Regions from separate parts of the Mus musculus genome. Here regions 1 and 2 are each linked to region 3. The links are chromatin contacts, called in public HiChIP or PLAC-seq maps. All regions are on one chromosome and are shown on one strand. Each heading gives the region's core, a stretch centred on a gene start, on an enhancer-like site or on the middle of the called end of the contact. The rest is flanking DNA. Distances are from core to core; before and after follow the strand shown.

The links. HiChIP or PLAC-seq counts read pairs in DNA pulled down with a chosen protein or histone mark.
Region 1: an HNF4G HiChIP or PLAC-seq map of pancreatic cancer cells shows a contact between it and region 3. The contact joins the enhancer-like site here to the promoter of 2310011J03Rik in region 3. A contact is called at or near these places in 5 of 39 promoter capture datasets (the 3T3-L1 cell line, cranial neural crest, hematopoietic stem and progenitor cells and 2 more) and 5 of 115 datasets of contacts at active chromatin or transcription factors (the 230-238 cell line, the SCID.adh cell line, bone marrow-derived macrophages and 2 more).
Region 2: a contact with region 3 is called in an H3K4me3 HiChIP or PLAC-seq map of bone marrow-derived macrophages, with 4 times the contacts expected there. The contact joins the enhancer-like site here to the promoter of 2310011J03Rik in region 3. A contact is called at or near these places in 1 of 39 promoter capture datasets (pre-B cells), 3 of 115 datasets of contacts at active chromatin or transcription factors (bone marrow-derived macrophages, double positive thymocytes and pancreatic cancer cells) and 2 of 9 other capture datasets (adipose tissue and pancreatic islet).

Annotation. Positions count from the first base shown.
Region 1 is chr10:80,460,253-80,462,952 of GRCm38.p6, reverse strand. No RefSeq gene overlaps it. Among named protein-coding and RNA genes, the nearest start is that of Gm40716, 14 kb to the left of the region's middle. Within about 2 kb of position 1,397, at least 11 of the 459 cell types and tissues checked have an H3K27ac peak or open chromatin away from gene starts, as enhancers often do. A contact at or near this core is called in pancreatic cancer cells, where this site is marked.
Region 2 is chr10:80,086,338-80,089,037 of GRCm38.p6, reverse strand. Sbno2 (strawberry notch 2) reads left to right here. Exons shown (of 32, transcript NM_183426.2): 2 at 2,606-2,700. Among named protein-coding and RNA genes, the nearest start is that of Sbno2, 15 kb to the left of the region's middle. Within about 2 kb of position 1,352, at least 91 of the 459 cell types and tissues checked have an H3K27ac peak or open chromatin away from gene starts, as enhancers often do. A contact at or near this core is called in adipose tissue and bone marrow-derived macrophages, where this site is marked.
Region 3 is chr10:80,319,177-80,321,876 of GRCm38.p6, reverse strand. It overlaps 2310011J03Rik (RIKEN cDNA 2310011J03 gene), which reads left to right and starts at 1,329. Exons shown (of 2, transcript NM_025521.3): 1 at 1,329-1,694; 2 at 2,330-2,700. The coding sequence starts at 1,565. The coding sequence ends at 2,529. It overlaps Pcsk4 (proprotein convertase subtilisin/kexin type 4), which reads left to right. Exons shown (of 15, transcript NM_008793.2): 15 at 1-594. The coding sequence ends at 71.

The sequences.
Region 1 (2,700 bases), core at 148-2,647, 140 kb before region 3:
CCCATCCACCCACTCATCTATCCACCTATCCATCCATCCATCCATCCATCCATCTATCCATCCATCCATCCATCCACTTTTCCTCATATTTCTGTCTATGTCTGTGAAACAATCGACCCAGATTATTTTACCCCTGACCTCCACTGAGGATGATGGGAAGAGACCCTAGGTCCTCTGCCATGTGCTCTGGAGGCTCCAAGTGCCTGTGATAAGCAGAAATGGGCCCCGATGTGATGGCTGTCACAGAGCAGCAGAGTCTGTCACCCCACTAGTAGGAGCTCTGCTTTTTGGAACCAAGGATCCAACCTGATATTTCACTGCAAGCAAGTTCAAGCTCTATGTTGCTTTAAAACAGACATTTTCAGTCACGTGTGGAGCACACACCTGTCACCTCAGCATTTGAAGGCTGATGCAGGAAGATCTTGTATTCTAGGATAGACTGAACTACAGGGTTAGCGCTGTCTCAAAAACAAAATCTGGGCTTGGAGGGCTACAACGTGCCTGTAATTCTAGCCACTTGGGAGGTGGAGGCAGGACAGTGGCTGTGAGTTGGGGTCTAGCCTGGTTGGTTCCAGACTGCCCTATGTGACTAACCCCTTAAAAAATCAAAAATAAAAGCAAATCTATTTTTCAGATGTACTCAGGGTGGTTTGTCAGCAAGTGCCCTGGTGACTTGTGATGGGGGATGGCAAACTGGAGGCTGCGTGAGTGTATCTGAGAGGGGTGAGGGCTCAAAGGACAGACAAGGTGTCAGTCACCATGGTGAAGACCTGGGTTCCAGGCCTCATGCTGAGCACCCACCAGACAGCTCAACCTCATGGGATCCCCAGCTTCAGTGAAGCATTATGTCTTCAAAAGCAAGGAAGGGGTGGCAAGAGGGCACAGCAGGGGCTTGCAGCCAATCCTGGCCACCTGAGTTCAATCCCCAAGACTCCAAGACTGAAGGAGAGCACCAACCATGGGCAAACTACCCTTTCATCTCTCTCTCTCTCTCTCTCTCTCTCTCACACACACACACACACACACACACACACACACACACAAAACACAATAAATAAATGTAATTTTTATAGTAAAAAACTCAAAACTAGGAGCAACAGAAACACTCATGACATCACCTCTGGCTTCCATTCACATGAACATTCTCACAAAATAAAATCAAACGGAGACAGCACTTACTTGCAAGCGTGCCCCTTGGGGCTTTGACTGGACTCTCTGGCCTCATGGGTTTTGCTCAATGAGATACATTGGGGTTCAGTCCAAAGGATCCCCCTGGACACACTGTTCTATCAGCAGTTCTATAGAGCCTCACCCCTCGCTCCAGGCAGAGTCTCCTGTTAGCCCCGGTCTCTCTAGATGGCCATCTACTTCACTGTGGGTTCCTCAGACCACAGACTGGTGCAGCCAAAACCACAGAGCAGGGATTCCCGGGAAGCCAAGACCATGAGGTAACAGATGGGTCTTCATGGATGCGAACCCGGAAGAACCCCTACCACAGGGGCCTTCATTTCCCTCAGCTTCGGGGCTTCCTGCCTGCCAGGGGGGTCCCTCACCTCCTGAGCCTCAGCCCTCGGGAGGAATTTTCTAGAGATCTCAGCTTCTCCTTCAGGGTCCAAGAAGCACAAGGAAGAAGACAGACTCGGCTGGTCCCTGAGCAGTGCTGAATACCTGAAACCTCAGTATTTGGAAGGCTAATGCAGGGGAATTGCTGTGAGTTCCAAGGCCATTCTGGGCTACAGAGTGAGCCCATGCCTCTGCAAACCAAAACAACAAAAGACAGGAAAGAGGGGAAAAAATGAGCCAGAAAGATACACAGTGAAGGGGGGAGGGAGGGAGAAGCCGGGAGAACCTTCCAGAACTCTCAGAAGCCAGACACCCTGTGTGGGCAGCCTGCAGTTGATCTGGCCACAGCACATTTGCCTGACCAGCTACTGATCTGCTGTGGCCGAGGTGGAGTACCACTGGGACGGGCCACGCAGCACTGGCCTCAGGTTCTCCCCACCTGCGGATATTTCTGTCTCTGTGATCTGTGATCCTCTGGGAATTGCCACCACTCAGAGAACACAGCCCTGTCAGCATGCTGGGTTGCTCCCAGTCTCTACCCCAACCTCTCTGATCACCCAAAAGAAGCCTCAGAGACTCCACTCTGACAGGATGTAGGGATAGAGGAATGCAGCTCCCAGTGGGATATGTTTGTCCTGGGACTTGAAAGCCTGGGACTTACCCTGGGTCTGTCTAGGGCAAGCTCAGTCCTCAGAACCAGACAGAACTGGATCCCAAGCCTACCTAGCTTGCCCTGGTCAAGCTTCATGTTCAGTCATGTGAAAGGGGACAGTCCCCATGCCCTGTGCCTTGGCAGGAGGCTGCTAGTTTGGCATACACCGACTGCACTGACCCTAGTCCAGGCCTTCCCACATCTTTGTATAACAGACCCATGTCCCTGAAGAGGGTCCAAGGGTTAAAAGTGAAGGAGACCGGTGTCTCCAGGTCTAGAATGCTGAGTCAGCTTGTTTGTTGGGCCCAGCTCAGAAGAGAACCTGCTATACACCACGTGGCACGTCTGGATTATTTTGTAAATGAGATCTCTGAACTGAGTAACTACAAACCCCTTCCCCACCATTAGCACCAGGTGCAACCGTGCGCCCTGTTATCTCAGTACTCAGAGGCTGAGGCAGGGCAGTCTCAGAGATAGAGGCCAGT
Region 2 (2,700 bases), core at 103-2,602, 230 kb after region 3:
CCCCTGCAGCCTGTCAGCTGCCAACATGGAGCCAGGGCTGGCCCGCTATGCCCCTCAATCAGTCATCAGTCAATCAATCAATCAATCAATCAATCAATCTCTTTCTCTCCCCCAGTCTCCTCCCTCTCCCCTCCCTCCCTCTTTCTGTGTCCTCTCTCCTCTCTCTCCCTTCCTCCCACCGTGTGTGTGTGTGTGTGTGTGTGTGTGTGTATGTGTGTGTGTGTGCCTGTGTGTGTGTGTGTGTGCGTGTGTGTGTGTGTGCGTGTGCGTGTGTGTGTGTGCGTGTGTGCGCGTGTGTGCGCGCGTGTGTGTGTGTGTGTGGCGTGTGTGTGTGTGGGGGGGGCGTGTGTGTGTGGTGTGTGTGTGTGGTGTGTGTGTGTGTGTGTGTGGCGTGTGTGTGTGCGCGTGTGTGTGTGTGGCGTGTGTGTGTGTGTGTGTGTGTGGCGTGTGTGTGTGTGTGTGTGTGTGTGGCGTGTGTGTGTGTGTGTGTGTGTGTGTATGTGTGTGTGTGTGTGTGTGGCGTGTGTGCGTGTGTGTGTGTGTGTGTGTGTGTGCGTGCGTGTGTGTGTGTGTGTGTGCGCGTGCGTGCGTGCGTGCGTGCGCGTGTGTGTGTGTGGCATGTGTACATACATGCTAGTTTGGGTACATACCCAGAGGCCTGAGGACTTTATCACTCTCTGCCTTATTCCTTTGCTTAAAAACAAAACAAGGTGGTGGTAATGCACATCTTTAATCTCAGCGCTCGGGAGTCAGAGGCAGGTGGAGTTCTGAGTTCTGGGCTAGCTTGGCCTACAGAGATCGTTCCAGGACAACCAGGGCTACTCAGAGAGACCAAACCAAACCAAACCAAACAAAACAGAATAAAACAAAATAGTCTCTCAGGCCGGAGATACAGCCCAGTGATTAGGAGCACTGTCTGCTTTTGCAGAGAACCCAAGTTTAATTCCCTGTACCTACATGACAGCTCACAACCATCTGTAACTCCAGTTCTAGGGGACCCAGTGCCCTCTCTGGCTTCTGCAGGGACCAGGCATATACACGGTGCACAGACAGGTACAGGCAATGCTCATACATATATATATAGTTAAAGTAAGTACTTAAAATATGGTTTAATGTAGACAGGCTAATCCTTGAGCTTGCTGTGTTGTTGAGGGTGACCTCAGACTCCTGACCATCCTGTGTCAGCCTGCCTAGTGCTGGGATGACAGGTGTGTACAACACCTTCGTGTCTCACTGTCTGTCTCTCACTGAATCTGGTAGTGTATTGCAGTCACTGCTGGGGCTAGAAGTAAGTGTGGTCATGCCTGGCAGGTGCTGGAGATCTGAGTCTGCGCAGTGAGCATTCCAACCTAGTACACCATTTCTCCAGTTCCTTTTTTTATTTGCGGGACATGGCGTCGTGTAGCTCAGGCCGGCTTCTAACTTCCTATGTAGCCCAGGATGGTCTTGACCTCCCCATTTCCCTGCCCCACCTCCCTAGTACCGGGATGGCGTGTGTAGTACTACAGCTTGTTTATGGGGTGCTGGGGTCAGACCCAAGGCTTCCTCTGTGCCTGGCGAATACCCATGCCATGGCCCCACAGCTTCGGTTTATTTTTTGAGGCAGTCACACTCTATAGCCCAGGCTGGTCTTGAACTTGTTACCTTGCTGCCTCAGTTTCCCAAGTGCTATGATGACAGGCTGACAGAACTCAAGGCCACCTCCTAGGCGAACATTCATCACTGAGCCACATCCCCAGTTCACCCCAAAATATGAGGTCGACCAGTCCCCCAGATCACACAGTATCCATCCACCATGAGCCTCTGTGAGTGCATCTAGTTGTGACCAGACTCCCAGGTCTGGGCTTGCTGGGCAGCTGGCCTTCAGAGCTGGGACTGGTGCAGAACATGACTTCTGGCCTTGCTGGCAGTCTTGCCTCTGCCCACTGGGCCCTTTTCCCTCCCTCCTGCCAGCATCCCCAGGCAGGCAGGCTGGCTTCCCCTGGTTGGATTACACAAGCCACTGCCTGCTGCTTGTGGCCTGGGCTGTGGGCAGTTACTGGAAGGCCCCTGCTCTGCTCCAGGGCTTGGCTGGGCGGCGTCCATCTCCCCTTCCTGTCTCTGGTGATTAACCTTGTGTTGCCCGCCTGAGTTCCACCACCTTCCTGGATGGTCTGGGACTCTGTTCTAGGCTGGGGGGCATGGAGGGAGCTTGGAGACCTTGATGTGCTCCAGTCTGTGTCACAGACCTGGGGCAGGGCATAGTTGTCCTGTGTCTGACCATGTTGGGCTTAGGGTTCACCACCCTGCAGCCAGGGACACCCTGGGCAGGCTCTCCAGGGTCTGGCTCAGAGGGAACTTCTGGGGTTCTTCTGAGGTATTTAGGTTTCCTGATATGCTCTCGGTGTCTGCAGTGTCTTCAGAGGTCCTGCCTGACCCTCCCTACCGGGTCACAGTGCCAGCCTCAGCCTGTGCTACTTCAGCAGCTTGATCCAATGGGCAGCGGCCATGCTATTGACCAGTGCTTATGGTCACAGTGGGGCAGGAGCCACACTTTCCAGATAGGCTTGCCGGGAGTTGGGGAACCTGCACAGTCCTTTCATGATGGCTTCCTCTCCCACCACAGGATATGACATTACAACTGCCGCTGCCAGCACCACAGAGTAAGCAGTCCAGATAGCCGCCACCCGAGGGTCGCGGAGCGCTGCCTCCACTTGCCTG
Region 3 (2,700 bases), core at 80-2,579:
ACCCACAGCAGCCAGTGACCGAAGGACAGGCCAGCTGTCACCCTCCTGTTACACCTGCTGCAGCAGCCTGAGCAGCGACTACACTGCCTGTCCCCTGTCCCTTGTGTTGGGAGAGCTCCAGAGCCCCTCCAAGGCTTGCCACCTCTGGTGGCCCCCCAGCTACCAGTCTTGGGCCATGGTGCTGGCTCTGCTGGCCAGGGCCTTTGGGAGGCCCCTCGGCTTGAGGAAGGCCCACCTGCCCCAGGCTAGATACCCCAGTGCCCAAAACCATGCATGCACAGATCCCTGGAGGCTGGAGAGCCAGAGATGCCTGGCTGTCAGGACAGAAGGCCGGTACCCCAAGGTCCTGCTCTCAGGCTGGAAGAGAAGCCTGCCCCAGAAGGCCAGGGCAGAGCAGCTGCATGGGTCAGGTGACAGCCCACCGCTCAGCCTCAGCTGCTCCCAGTGGAAGAGATGTGTCCTTACTCATTTTGGAGCAGGTACAGTGGGCAAGAGGTCAGACCACAGCCACCAATCATCTGCCCCTTCCCTGTCTCCAAGCCATCCATAGCCCCATGTCTAACCTCATAGTTGCCAAATAAAAGTTAAACAGAAGATGTCGAGTTTATGGTGTCCTTGAGGGTAGGGTGGGCCCCTGGAGGAATAAGGACCCACAGAGGAAGACTGCTCTGAGCCCAGATCTGCCAAGTGCTGAATTACCATACAGCCATGAACAGGAAGCTAGCTCGCTCCCCCATCCCCCACTGGTTTTTTTTTTTTTTTTTTTTTTTTTTTGGTTTTTCGAGACAGGATTTCTCTGTTTAGCCCTGGCTGTCCTGGAACTCACTTTGTAGACCAGGCTGGCCTCAAAAATCTACCTGCCTCTGCCTCCCGAGTGCTGGGATTAAAGGCGTGCGCCACCACTGCCCGGCTTTCCCACTGCTCTTTTGAGACAGGGTCTCACTGTGTAGTCCTGGCTGTTCTGGGATTCCCCATATTGACCAAGATGATCTTGAACTCACAGAGGTCTGCCTGCCTCTGCCTCACAGTACTGAGATTAAAGTACTGAGTTAAAGGTCTACCACAAGGAAGCAAAGCCTGTGGCTAGGTTCCATCCAGCATTTATTGAGCGCCCACTGTGTACCTGGCAATGGTTGTACACTGATTACTCTCGAAATCACGTTCACCCCTTTCCTCCCACCACACGCGGTGAAGGAGGGCAGAGTTCCTTCTGATCTTACTGGATAGCAACTAGGAGCATCTAGGCTTAGGGCTCTTTAAGACGGGGGAGGGGTTTCGCGAGGCGTGGCGCTGGAGTGGACCGGAAGTGCCGGAACGTAGTGGCGTTCAAGCAGGAAGCGGAAGCGGTGGCGGCCGCCTAGGTTCTTGGAACGAAGATAGGCAGCGGGGTGTTCCAAGAGCAAACTGGCGCGGAGATCGAGCCAAACTCCGAGGTTCCGGGAGGAGGGAAAGCGAGACGGGGTAGGGACCTCGGCGCAGGTCTGTAAGGGGTGCGTAGGAGTTCGCGAGGTGGGCGGGCCGAGCCGAAAGTGGACCCCCAGTTAGCGCGCGCTCCACCTACAAGATGAACTCCAAGGCGAAGAAACGCGTGGTACTGCCCACTCGCCCCGCGCCTCCCACGGTGGAGCAGATCCTGGAGGACGTGCGAGGGGCACCCGCTCAAGATCCTGTTTTCACTGCCCTGGCCCCGGAAGGTAGGAGAACGTGAGACTCCCGAGTGGGGAGCAAACCGACTGCAGGGACGAATCTTTTTTGTCCCTGCCCTTCTCTTCCCCTGCAAAGAAAGATCATCAGAAATAAAATTGAAAGTGCTCCGAACTCTTGGGAGGCAGAGGCAGGCGGATTTTTGAGTTCGAGGCCAGCCTGGTCTACAGACTGAGTTCCAGGACAGCCAGGGCTACACAGAGAAACCTTGTCTCGAAAAACAAAAACAAAAAAAAGTTGAAAGTGCTGCCAACCCGGGTCTAGGGCAAGAGGATTGCTGTGAGTTCAAGACCTTGTCTCAGAGGGGCGTGGCCAGCTGCTCCTACAAATTAATGGGGGGCCAGAGTACTTGCAGGGGCCATATCTGCGACTCCTGGCCTAGGATCCAGGAATCCAGGCAGTCCTGGGTAGAACGGCAGGCCAGGGTGGCTGGAGGTGTCCTGTCCTCTCCATGACACCAAAACCTGAAACTGAGTCTTGTTTTCTAGTGCCTAATAGGCCTATATAGCCCAGGCTGGCCTCGAACTCACCATGTAGCCAAGGATGACCTTGAACCACTGATCCTCTTGCCTCTGGGTTGGTGGATGTCAGGCCTGGGGATGGTGACACTGTTTCTTCTCTTCAGACCCCCCAGACCCATCCCCAAGGGCTGAGGACTCTGAGATCCAGCAGGAGCAGATCTACCAACAGAGCCGGGCCTACGTGGCTATGAATGAGAGGCTGCGGCAGGCGGGGGAAGCTCTGAGACAGAAGTTCGATGGCCTTCGGCAAGCTGGTCAGCGGCTGGAACAGGATATCAGCCAGGTGACTTCAGCCACCTCCTAGAGCCGAAGTTACACCTGATGTCCTTGGTCCAGGCCTGGGCACCTAGCAACCAGAGGCTCTGGGTCAACATTTGCTGTCCCAACCCTGGCCCGGGGAGACCCAGTGGCCCACCTTGCCAGCTAGCAGCTTTGTTCCCTCTTCCATCCTTAATGGCCTCTAATTCATGATGGG